2 separate regions of the Triticum aestivum genome follow, and region 2 is linked to region 1. Evidence: chromatin contacts called from public Hi-C data. All regions are on one chromosome and are shown on one strand. Each heading gives the region's core, a stretch centred on a gene start, on an enhancer-like site or on the middle of the called end of the contact. The rest is flanking DNA. Distances are from core to core; before and after follow the strand shown.

The links. A called contact is a pair of places that touch in the nucleus more often than the background predicts.
Region 2: a contact with region 1 is called in a Hi-C map of leaf, with 7 times the contacts expected there. The contact joins the promoter of LOC123098461 here to the promoter of LOC123098459 in region 1. A contact is called at or near these places in 2 of 5 Hi-C or Micro-C datasets (both in leaf).

The regions. Positions count from the first base shown.
Region 1 is chr4D:441,884,538-441,891,254 of IWGSC CS RefSeq v2.1, forward strand. LOC123098459 (blue copper protein 1a) reads left to right here and starts at 3,039. Exons shown (of 1, transcript XM_044520446.1): 1 at 3,039-3,919. The coding sequence starts at 3,075. The coding sequence ends at 3,722.
Region 2 is chr4D:442,069,314-442,076,051 of IWGSC CS RefSeq v2.1, forward strand. LOC123098461 (mavicyanin) reads left to right here and starts at 1,341. Exons shown (of 1, transcript XM_044520448.1): 1 at 1,341-2,220. The coding sequence starts at 1,496. The coding sequence ends at 2,026. It overlaps LOC123098460, which reads right to left and starts at 6,065. Exons shown (of 2, transcript XM_044520447.1): 1 at 5,629-6,065; 2 at 3,039-3,970. The coding sequence starts at 5,919. The coding sequence ends at 3,158.

The DNA of each region.
Region 1 (6,717 bases), core at 1,789-4,288:
CACAACTGGAGAGTCAAACCACCTGTGTTACTAAATGGTCTCACTGTTTTAGCATGTCAATCTTTCATTTCACATTTGCTTATGATAGCTTAGCCTGTAACAAAACTATTGGACTTCACTGGATCTTCTTTTTTCATTAGCACATTTGTATCATCTAGCCAATGCAATGTATCCCATAATGTTCAACCAAATATACTTCTCCACTCATCCAACATGTGTACTCTGTTGTTCTTATAGTTTTTAAGCAGTAACAACAATTGTACAAATCAAGAGAAATTGCACAGGCGTGGCGTTTCGCCGTGGCTTCGCCCGCTAGTTAATGCTAAGTGAGCTCTGATTTGAGAATGGTTGGCTTTCCTGTCCATTAAATATTCAGAGTTGCCTGATGACCTTTTTGCTATGATGGGCAATTCATTTGATCAAACATAGTTCAACCACAAGTGACCGCCACTTCTAATAAATCCCTAACCATGTATTTTTTAGAAAAGAAAAATTCCTAAAAAATTTACATCTTTTTTCAAAGAACAAAATCCCTAACTTTTGCCGTGTGCCCATTACAAATTCCTAAAAGTTGCCATGTTCTTTAGAGAACCAATTTTTAAAATCTGTCATGTGCAATTTCATTACAGGGTGCAAGGCAGTTAAATAATTTTTAGACCATGGCAATTTTATTATTTAGGCCATGTTGTTTTATTGTATATAGAATGTCACTTTCATTATGTAGACCATGGTAGCTTTATTGATTAGACCATGGCAATTATATTATTTATACCATGGTGTTTTTATTGTAGACATCATGGGACTTTTCATTAATTGGACCATGTTTAGACTATGGTTTTTTATTATAGGTAGCATGGCAATATTCTTTTTAAGATCATGGTAGTTTTATGTAGATACCATGACATTTTTATGGCAAATTTACTATTAGACCATGGTAGTTTTATGATAGGTAGCATGAAACTTTTATTGTTTAGACCATGGCAATTTTTATTGTTACTCCATGGCATTTCTATTAATTAGAATTTGGTAGTTTTGTTGAAGGTAGTGTGACAATTTTTTATATCTTTTTCAGAGTTTATTTTTTATCATGTTAATTTTGTTACATGTGACAATTCCGATTGAAACTCCGTCATATGAAAATTCTAGATGTGACAAATCACATGACAAATTCAAAACATAGAAAGTTCAGATTTTTTTTTCAAATTATATGGCAAGTAGTGAACCATGGCAATATGAACACTGTTTTTTTTTGGAATTTCAAAATTGTCATGTGATCTTTACATACATTTTCAAAATTTGTCATGTTTATAGTAAACAATTTTTCCTTAAACTTTGCCATGTGAATCATTTTTTACTTTTTTTTGGAAACTCCCTGCCTTTGATTTTAACAGGAATTTGATTGTTTTTCCTTCATGTTTGCCTATCATTAGTACAAATATTTTTCTAAAATTTTGCCATGCGGCCTTTTTATTTTTTTAATTGTTTGTGCTCAAAGAGAATGATGATTGGGCCTAGAGGCCTGGAAAAAGGCTTGTCCTGCAAAACGTTCGCTGGGGAGATGTTTTCTGCAGCGAACCAAAACGTTCGCTGAGGGTTGCTTCTTTTCTGTAGCAAACCAAAACGTTCGCTGAGGGTTTTGCTTTTGCCAGTGATCGAATCGGTTCACATTGTCCTTCCCTGTGGGGAGCAACAACCAGATATTCAAGTCCTTCAAAAAAGGTTGAAACACTTGGCCGAGTTAATGACTTGCCCAATGGACAAAGCATAAGTGTTTTCCTGTTTGCCTACCATGTTAAAGTCACCGACAACTAACCATGGTCCCACGTGGAGATGACAGCCATCTCTCATAGTCCCTTTGGTCCTTTTTAGTCTGTATATAAGTTTTGTCCGAAATCAAGTCATCTCTATTTTGACCAAACTTATAAAAAATATTGTTAGATTCATTATGAAATGTATTTTCATAGTATATATATTTAGTATCGCAGATGTTGATATTTTTTAATATATATTTGATCAAACTTTACAAAGTTTGCCTTGACACAAATCTACTATGCGAAGTAAAAAAGGCCGGAGTGAGTATCTCTTGCAGAAAAATGATCTTATCCTTATCCACTTGGGGCGGTGATCCACGGTCAAGGCCCATCCTCTTGCACTCGCAGTTGCTCAAGTTGGTGCGTCGTGAGGCGGACCGGTTACACGCACGCTGTAGCCCAAGTTGCTTGTTCCGGTGGTCCCTGCAAATCCCCAATGTCACAACGTATCAATCAAATTAGATAAGAGGGAAGCATAGTCTTTAGCCTGGTAAATGTAGGGCACCACTTCAAATCCCTGTCGAAAGTGCAAAAGAGCCAGATCATATTAGGAACCTGTTGACCTTGGAAGTACAAAGTGCAATGTGCCCTGTGTGTGAAGTATGTCACGAGTGACGTAATCGTGACTTGTGATGACGGATGTGGTTGCTGCACCAGAAATGATGAAGCAAAAAACTATGATACAGCAGTTAAGAACAACATTCAAAAAAACATGTTCGGAATTAAGAAAGAAGCAGTTGCGAGCAAACCCGGTCCTAGTCAGCGAACAAACCCTTCGAGAAATACTCGTGCTGTTGCCACGGTCATGTCCATGCTGAGGACCGGCGTCTGGACAACGGCCGGCTGCAATATTGCAAACACGCAAAGCCGCAGAAATCTTTAAAGAAAGGGAGAGGAACCAAACCCGGCCTATGCTCCTTCTCCTTGTGACCTGGAGCCGCTTAATTTGAACTGTCCCTTGTCAACTAGCCGGGGTAGCTAGCTAGCTCGATGTTGACATCGCCAACGTACTTCCATGCCGTATTGTGATGGTCCACGGCACGTAGCGCAGACCGCGTCCATGTGAAAGTGGAACGGTAGCGAGGCCAGAAAAGGTCAGCCGGCCACCAACCAAGCCCGGGCCGCGTCTGACCACGTACTGGTCGCTGGTTCAAACGCACATGACAATTCAACAGCAAATCTCAATATCCAAATGCCATCCCACGAACCTACCGCGCGCCCCGCAACCGGCCTCGCTTAGGCGCTTGCTTCTATTTAAAGGGCATGGCAGCAGACACCACAGCAACCCAAACCCCGCTAAGCATCAGCATTCAGCAGCACCAGCCTTCTACCTCCTCTGCTTTGCATTCCGCCTTCCAGTTCCAATTCCAACCGCAATCAATGGCTGCCATGAAGATCGCCCTCCTTGCCGTGGCCGCGATGGCCGTCTTGCTAGGCACCGCGTCAGCGGTAACCTACAACGTCGGCGATCAGGGCGGTTGGACCCTCAGCACCGACTACAGCAGCTGGGTGTCCGGCAAGAAGTTCAACGTGGGTGATGAGATCGTCTTCAAGTACTCGACCCCAACGCACGACGTGGTCGAGGTCAGCAAGGCCGGCTACGACTCCTGCAGCATCGACGGCGCCATCAACACCTTGGCCTCCGGCAACGACGTCATCACCCTCAACGCCACCGGCACCCGGTACTTCATCTGTGGCGTCCCTAACCATTGCAGCCCCACCGCCGCCGCCAGCATGAAGGTCGTGATCAACGTCGCCTCGGGCTCCTCCTCGCCGTCGTCACCCATGCCAGCTGCAGGTCCTGGCGCGAGCAACTCTCCCCCGGCGCCGCCCTCCAACGCCGCTACCTCCGTCGGTGCCACAGCAGGATTTGGCCTCGTCGCCCTACTGGCGGCCGGTCTCATGGCTTGAACGCATATATTGATCAGCTGCCGCGCGCACATACGAGCTTTTATATTGTTAACTACTATACTGTAGTTATTATCACGGGTGAATACATGTATTCTTTTTTAGAGCGAGAATGTGATAGTTACTTGTATCTATCACGTCTATATGTAATCTGCAGGCCTTCATGTCTTTTTATATAATGATTCTAGACTATTATTTTATAAGGGTGCGTCAGTGCATGCGCAGCAGTACCAATAGTCTTCTAACTAAAAAGAAAGAATCAATAGTCCTCTCAATTTTATCCAACCATCGACCCAAAATAATAGGTACACCTTTAGAAGCGAGAACTCAAGTGCCAATCTGCACACGAGCACAAATGCTCTGGTTAATTATTGAGAAAAGTCCATTTTTGGTCCCTCAATTCTTCGGTCCGCTCATTTTTGATTCTTCAACTCTAAAACCGGACAGATTGAACCAGCCATTTTTCGTCCCTGCGAGGTTTCGCTGCCGAGTCAACTCGGTTTTGACCACGACGTGAACAGTGCTCTGTTGAACAGTAAATTCAAAAAAATATAGCAAAACAAAATTAAAAAAATCTGAAATTTTATGACATCGAAGATACTCAGATGCGCAAGGTGTGTGCCAATTTTTGTCATGTTTGGAAGTTCGAGAAGCTCGCCGCAAAAAAGCCAAAAGTAAATCTACTCTATGATGAACAGTAAATTAAAAAAATAGCAAAAAAATCTGAATTTTTTTGGCATCAAAGATGCTCAGGTGCGCAAGGTGTGTGCAAAATTTCGTGCTAAAATGACATCCGAGGAGCTCGTGGAAAAAAATAAAATAGCGTACGCGTGCATGCCGCTTTGGGTGGTTTCCAAACCCTCGGATGTCATTTTAGCACGGAAATTTGCATGCACCTTGCCTACCTGAGCATCTTCGATGGAAAAAAAATCAGATTTTTTTGTTATTTTTTTGAATTTACTGTTCAACATAGAGTAAATTTACTTTTGTTTTTTGCCGCGAGCTTCTCGAACGTCCAAACATGACGAAAATTGGCACGCACCTTGTGCATCTGAGTATCTTCGATGTCATAAAATTTCAGATTTTTTGACTTTTTTGCTATTTTTTCGAATTTACTGTTGATCGCAAAACTATTCACGTCATGGTCAAAACCGGGTTGACTCGGCAACGAAACCACGCAGGGAAGTAAAGTGGCTGGTTTTGAGAGTTCGTGGTGCAATCTGTCCGGTTTTAGAGTTAAGGGACCAAAAGTGAGCAGACGGAAGAATTGAGGGACCAAAAGTGGACTTTTCTCTTAATTATCTGACATGATTGTTCTCTCCAAGATTCAGACTGTTTTCCGTCTTGCAGGATGTACTGTAAGGGCACGTCCAACACGGTCCCCTAAATCAAACTCACCCGTCCATGAATTCATCCAGATGCGCCGGTGGACACGAATACAGGAGAAGGCCATCCAACGCCGTGTCCCGAAACATCCGTCCACATTTCAAACATGAATTGGATAAACCAAACAAATTTCACATACCCTCCCACGTTGGTCCCGTGGGCGACGGGCAGGGCGCTCCCGCCGCCGCCAACACCCTCCTTCTCCCTCCCTCATCCCTCGCCGCCGCCAAAGGACGCGGTCGGGCAAAGCCTGGCCGGTGTCGGCAGTGACGGGGCGTTTTGCCTTTTGCGCATGGCCTCCGCCACGGGGAGGCACCGCTAGGACGGGACACCGCGATGGCGAGGGTTGCGATGGTGCGGCGGCGGATCCCCACGGTGGCGGTGCTCGGGACCGGCGGTGCACGGCGGGCTTCGAGGTGGCGGATCGTGCAGGCGAGGGGGTGGCGGCAGATCCTGATTTGGCGTCCGTCTTCAGCCAGCTGCGCGGGATGTGGGCAGCGCGGGCCAGTGTTCTCCACCGTGGTAGCGATAGCATCGGCGTGGTGGAGGCAACGGTGTGGTGGCGGTCCTAGTGCTCTTATCGCATCACGACAATGATTTGCATGATCTGTCCTCTTCGATCTGGCTGTCGACGTGTTCCGGAACTGCTGCCGGAGATCTAGCCCAAGGATATCTAAATCGGATAGAATCCAGTTGTGCGCGTGCATATCAGCCTACAGGGCTCCATGAGGGCACGATACGAATCTCTATTGCTTGTTGACACCATGGGACATGTCGGTATCTCGAATTCCATGGCGTAGACAGCGATGTGGATGGTCATGGTAATTGAGATGGAGGATCAGTAAGGCGGAGGGGGCCTTGGATGCGGGAGTCAGCCAGGTGTTTGATAACTCTTAGAATCAGCAGTGACAAGTGGAGGCGGCAGGCAACACTGAAGGATTTTATTTTTGGTGGTGCTCCTCGGGTGACGGATGACCTTCAGGGTGAAAACATAAGTTCTAACCTTCATTAGTTATGCCTAGCAATTGCATTGCTAATTGTATAGTTTTGAGAGCTCGGACTTCCTCCAGGTGAAAACCTAAGATCTTGGATCGGGCGACGACGGTGCTTGTGCACTGTTTTCTTTTTGAAGGCGTCAATTTTCGAGACCTTTTATGTTTTCCAGGTATTGTCTTTGGTGGTGGTTTATGTTCTAGTGCTAAGAGGAGTTGATCATCGTCGCGAGGCCTTTGAATTTTTTCCTTTCTTTTTTCTTTTCGGACCGTGTGCATCCTGGGTGTCTTTATGACATCTTGTTGATGCAGAGGCTGGGTGTAATTGGTATCTTCGCGATATTAATATATTTCCTTTTTTGACAAAAACCAAATTTAATGCAAACCGGATGATTTACATTTAAACCGGACTGAATTCATAAAAAGTTTGAAATTTTCACTAAACGAAAGCGGACATGCATTTGTTTAACATACCAAAAGCTATCCTAGTCTAAATTTTCACCAGCCATGGGCACGGCCGCGTTGCACATCATGATCTTTGCCGGACCTAGATGGTTCCGTCTCCCATGTCTTACTCTTCCCCCTCCGCGGTCCGCAGCCCGGCCATGGACATCTCCGAT
Region 2 (6,738 bases), core at 91-2,590, 180 kb after region 1:
GGATTTAGGCTCATTCAAAAATTATTTCACTCATTATCAAAAGATGGATTTAGGCTCATTCAAAACACTGGATTCATTGAATTAAAATACGTATTTCACTTATTTCAGAAAGTTGATTTCAATCATTAGAAAAACTCATTTGTTTATGTTCAAAAAACCAATTTCACTCATCTGAAGAAACATATTTCACTCATCTGAAGAAAATAATTTTTACTCACTTGTGAAAATATATTTCACTTAGTTGAGAAAACATATTTCAAAATTGATTTCACTCGATGCAAAGAACTGATTTCAATTATTTCAAAAAACCTATTTCACACAATTCAAAAAGTTATCAAATGGAAAAACAATTTCACTCACTTCATAAAACAGATTTCGCTCATTTATAAAAAAACAATTTCACTTATTTTAGTTGTTTCAAAAAAGTGATTTCACTCATTACAATATCTTTTGTAATGAGTGAAATCACTTTTTTGAAACTAATTTCAGTTGTTTCAAAAAAGTGATTTCACTCGTTACAAAAGATAGATTTCACTCATTTCACTAGTTTCAGAAAAAAATTACACCCACAATATACACACTGAAATATATGTTTCAATTATTTGAAATAATTTATATCTATGAACTTAGTGAAATTTATTTTTTGGACAAAGTGAAATGTGAAACTCGTTATTTCTAAATCTAGTTGAAAAATATTCAAGTTTGAACTTGTTCTGAAGATCATGTTGCAAGGAATTTCAATATATAAAAAAATTCAATAACGTATTTTTAATGTCAAAGATAGTGACAATCTAAAATTGTAAGCAAAAATAAAAAGATGCATTTGTTTGGAAGGGCAGAGAGAGGAAAGAAGTTGCATGCATGCGTACATTGCACTGGCAAAAGTAGTACCTATAGCTGACATACTAGTGCAAAGTGGTGAAAAGAGATGGACCAGCCATCTGACATCCAAAAGTGCTATACGAGAGATGGGTTATGAGAATACTAGTGCTATACAAGAGGTGGGCCACGTGAACGTACGAATCGGAAACCAGACGAACGGTGGATGGCTTGCCGGTACCTCCAGGATCCGGTAAAGAGACTTTGCGAGACCGAGATCCTGGTTGTGGACGAAGGTACGAGCGGCATTCCTTTGCGCGGCTACACGAGCCAGAAAGTCAAGGTTGCTCCAGCATGAGCCACAACCAACTGTGAAGAGGTCAGCATTCAGCAGGCCACCAACCCAAGCCCGGCCGCGTATGACCAGGTACCTACTAGTAGTGCAGTAGTATAATACTAGTGGTGGCTTTTGTTCAAACGCACATGACTACTTAACCCCAAAATCCAATATCCAAATGTCATTCCACCAACCCATCTCGCTAGGCGCTTGGTTGTATATAAAGCGCACGGCAGCATAAAAAATATAACAGCAACCCAACCCCCGCTAAGCATCAGCAGAGTCTTGCCTTCTACCTCCTCTGCTCTGCATTCCTCCTTCCAGTTCCAACCGCAATCAATGGCCGCCATGAAGATCACCCTCCTTGCCGTGGCCGCAATCTCGGCAGTCTTACTAGGCACCGCGTCGGCGGCGACCTACGGTGTCGGCGAGCCGGGCGGTTCGTGGACCCTCAACACCGACTACAGTAACTGGGTGTCCAACAAGAAGTTCCACCCGGGTGACGAGATCGTCTTCAAGTACTCAACCCCGGCGCACAACGTGGTCGAGGTGAGCAAGGCCGGCTACGACTCCTGCAGCACCGACAGCGCCATCAACACCTTAACCTCCGGCAACGACGTCGTCGCCATCAACGCCACCGGCACCCGATACTTCATCTGCGGCATCCCTGGCCACTGCAGCCCCACTGCCGCAGCCAGCATGAAGGTCGTGATCGACGTCGTCCCGAGTTCCTCCTCACCGTCGTCACCCATGCCGGCTGCCGGTCCCGGCGCGAGCAACCTGCCGCCACCCTCCTCTACCGCAACCTCTGCCGGGGCCACAGCAGGATTTGGCCTTGTCGTCCTACTGGCCGCCAGCCTCATGGCTTAGAACGCATATTTCAGCCAGCTGCATCCGGCACGCACATATGAGCTTACATATTGTTTGATTGGTTATTATGGGGAATATATACATGTATTATTGCTTAGAGCGAGGATGTGAGAACTACTTTGTATCTCTCACGTTTGTATGTAATCTACTGGCCTTTAGGCATTTCATATTATTTTTGAGGTAAAATTAGTAAATGTGCGTCAGTAGATTACATACAAACGTGAGAGATACAAAGTAGTTCTCACATCTTCGCTCTAAGCAATAATACATGTATATATTCCCCAGTAATAACCAACCAATCAATATGTAAGCTCATATGTGCCTAGCCAGAGCAAAGTTAGCAACGTCGAAAGAAATTTAATAATATCGATTTGTCATGATTTTTTAACCATCCCATATTATGTTAGTACCTCCGTCCGGAATAAACTATCGCTGAAATGAGTGTTGAACTGTAGTTGAAATGAGTGTATCGTACACTCATTTCAGCGACAGTTAACTCCTCGGAACGGTCGCCCTTTCCCACATGGTGGCTGTCCATCAGTTACGCACGCATCCCACATGGCGGCTGCCCTACAGAAACGTGCGCCTCCACCTCCGGCGTGTCGTCTGCGATGCTCTACGTTATCAGCTCTATCTTCGACGCACATCACAACGCCGCCGCAACCAGGGTAGGCAACGTCCCCGAACGGCCATATGGGCAGCTCATCTCGTAGCCCATCCCGTGTTTCTTGAACATGTGTTTTCACATCCAGAGGACTCGGGACGAAACCATTCGAGTTGGATCCAGATCAAATTCTACGGTACTCAATTTGATAAACAAAACATGTGTCATATACTCCCTCCGTCCGGAATTATTTGCCATATACATCCATTCGAGCGACAAGTAATTTCAGAAGGAGGTAGTTATGACCTAACACATGTTTTGTTAGTCAAACAAATCGATACCATCTCAAAACTTCCAAAAAAATTAGAGAAGCAGGAGTCACATGTACAGTAAAAGTTTTGCAGTCTAAAAATATCAACCGTGTAGTAATCAATTACTGATCTGAGCTCAACTGCTGATAAGGATAACAAATCACAATCAAAACAATGTTGACAAGTAGTAACAAGAACGTAGAACTAGGACATGAATCAATATAGGGTGAACCCAAAGAACTGCCCAACTAGAAGAGCTAACCCCATGCATACAGCTACAAGGGAAGCAGCCCAGGTCAGCTTCTCCGTTATCTTAGGTATCCTATCCTTTAGAGCCTCACTACAAGAACCTACAAAAGCAGTGTAGCTACCCATCGAAAATACAGTCCCGACCAAGAACATACCGAGGTAGGCCGCGCCTGCAAAGCGTGATGGCAGAGCAAGAGCAGGCAAGACCATCAGCAGCGCATCTGGCTGGAGGCCATGGACGACTCCGGTGGCAAATGTTGTGAAGCCAACTTTCTTCTTCCTGGGAGCAACAGCAGGGGCCTGTTGCAAGGGCTCACTGCCACTCATGTCTACACCCTCCAGAATTAGCCCTGACTCTTGGACCTCCGAAGCTTCCCGGATGCCAGTCGCGCCAATCAAAAGAAGGGTCAGACCTACAACTCTTGTTCCCCATATACGGAGAACCTCAATGTGCAAACGATCCTTGAGTAACAAGAAGAGCAGGCCAAAAATTATTTGTCCAGCATCATGGCCACAGCCCCAAAGGGCACCAACTAGTCCACTCTCCAGTCTTGATCTCCCAATTGATAGTGGTGCCAATGCAACAAGATGGTCAGGCCCAGATAAGGTATGTAAGCAGCCCGCGAAGAAACCAGCCCAGCCACTGCTCAATAACTCTGTTGAGAGGAGTCCACCAGATTTGATTACTGGTTGCACCGATGCATAGGCAGGATGGGGAATGCTAGAGTGCAAGGCACTTGCAGTAAGTGTCATAAGCAGGACAAGGGCAGCAGTAGAAGCCTGTGGAACAGAAAATAACTGTTATATCTGAAAATAGGTGCCAAAGAATCACCAAGAAAATTAATAAGAATGGCATAAGCTGTTATGGAATAGATGTCACAGTTTCGTGCATAAACACAACAAAATAGAGCAGAAAGCAAGAAGATCCTAATGGTTAATTAATTTCAGATGATGAAGCGTGCATTCAGATTTAGGGCCAGAACATCATACAGTACGACAAAATACTATACCATAACTTATATAGAATCTCAAATCTGCACATAAGCCCTGGCCCACTTCATAAATGAATGCTTCATACTTCCATTCTAAAATTACTATTTGTTTCATCTAGCAATATTCAAGACCATGTGCGATTCTGTACCTTAATGTCTTAAGGTAAAATATTACTGTTCTTTTTGCATGGGCATAAAAAGGAGATTCTGAGTACCAAAGCGCATGCTAGTGCCAAGAAACAGGTGCAAGAAACAGTTATTAGTTGACTATAAATGGTTGAAGGCCATAGTTGCCCAAAGGTCGCCTGAAGTGGATGAGATAATGATATGCCATAATGTACTCATTATTTACATGTTTATCCATCGTTGTTGTGGTAACAGGCCTGATCTCTAATAAGAAACACTTTGTTTTAGATGGCTATATCTTACTTTTTCAGTTGTCCTAGGGTGAGCAGGCTTTTTGGGTGAGTATGGTACCTGTGGAAACTACTCCTAAAAACTACCTTGATTTTATTAATATATTTCAGAAAAACTCGCAACTATCATCCTAAAAACTTGCAAAATAACTAGTTCACATGATTAAGGGTTTAATGTCTTTGGAAAATAAATTGCCGAGTGAATGTTCGCAGTGAATTTTGAATATAATAACTAAAGCTCACATCGGTTAACAACTATCAAAGATATTCAGTGCGATTAATCATTCTAAGCAGATGCGCCGTTTTAGAAGCTTAGTATTTGCAACATCATGGTTCACAGGTTCAGTGAAGTGCTGCAACCCTGTCCTTGTAATAATAAGCTGCAGTTCAAATGATTCTAGAAGAAGATTCTTGTTGTATCGTGCCATATACATGTTTCACAGATATGATTTTAGTTACTGTTTCATTTCTTTCAGATACATCGCCTTTAACACAATTCACATTAAAATCCACAAGACATTTCCTCCGGTTTAACACAAGTAAGATTGTTTCCTGTGCATTGCCTCTGTCTACCTAGGTGTAAACTGCAAATTAAAGCACAGCTGACACATCCTCTTTTCAACTAAAGAGGCCAAGCGACAACACGAAGAGAATTTCAACTTGTCACCAAGCACACAGTTTCGATTCCTCCTCCATCTATAGGATCAAAATATATAATATTTTCGAACCTATTATACGGAAATAAAGCCTGTTTGGAAGAAGCCAGTCCAATACCGCAAGCTATTCCATGGAAAAGGGGAGATTGCCATCTCCTCCACATGCGCATTAAATACTCCAAGCTGTCAGGATCTGAGGAGTAGAATTCCGGCAATTTCGTGGCTATTTCTTGTAGAATTTTCGTGTATAGGCCACTAGTTAGGACTAAATTCCGCTACAGCGGAGCTGGGGAACCATCTCAGCAATCCTACAACCCTGAGAACCGAATATCTCTGTCTGGATAAGAGAACAGAAATTTGAAATTTCTTCTCACCTTGGGGAGCAGGCTCCCGAGCAGCTTCAACGGAGGCCCAGCCGCCGCCGCCGCCGCCGCCACCACCTCCTCGACGGGTGCCGGGGCAGAAGCACCGTCATGCCGCACCGCGGCGCAGACCGCGGCACCGAGACGCGGCGGCTGCGCGCACAGCCGGGTCCATGGCGCGGCGCTCCCAGCACCCGCGGAGGCGGGGGCGGCGCGGCGGGTGGGGAGGAAGGGGGATCTGCCGGGTAGGTGGATCCGGGGCTGGGCCGGGGAGACCGCCGTCCTGGAGATGAGCCGCTCCATGGCGCCGTGGGGAGGGGGAGGAGGAGGAGCAGGAGAGGAGAGTCCAAGGGGGTGGAGAGAGAGATCGTGCCTGCCAACTTTCGGGACGGGGAGGTTGGGGCCTGCGTGCGGAAGTACGGGCTGGTTGGTTGGTTGCTCGCAGCGCAGCACGGCACGGCAAGGCGGCTGCGTTGCCTTGAGTGTGCACGGGGTGGTTGGGGGCGGGCTGGGGGTGGTGGTGGTGCGACGCGCACGTTCCCTGATTGTTAGTCGCCCGTGACAAGCTTGCCACGATATGCTGTAGTGCTATGGTTTTTCATGGGGGAAATGTCAAACATACTGGTCAGGATTTCCAGCCGGCTATTAGAAAAAGTTCAAAACGAACCTTGAACTCGTAGACGAAAACTAAGTTTGAACCTTGAATTATCTTGGAAATCAGCACAACCTACTACTCGATCCGATCTATTTTGAATCTTGAGAGCGTTCTCAAACAGGGATTGTCGACGTGGCAGGTTTAGGGTTGAATCCCAGGTTCGTTGCCTGCAGTTGCGACTGGGCCAGCCCAACCGACGCAAAACGGGTTTTTTTTCCTTTCCATAAAACGCAAGGCAAAAATACCGACGCAAACAGACGCAAAGTGATATTTTATTTTTCATAAAACACGCAAAGTAAAAAAAGAGAAAAAAAATACAAGGATTCGAGCTTAAACCTGCAGTTGCCGAATTCCTCCGACTAGCCACTAGAACAATTGGCTCTTGTTACTATATTGAAAGGGCCGAACAATTAAACCACGTAGAGCAGTGTCGATATTTGAAACATTTTTTGAAGGGCAAACAAATA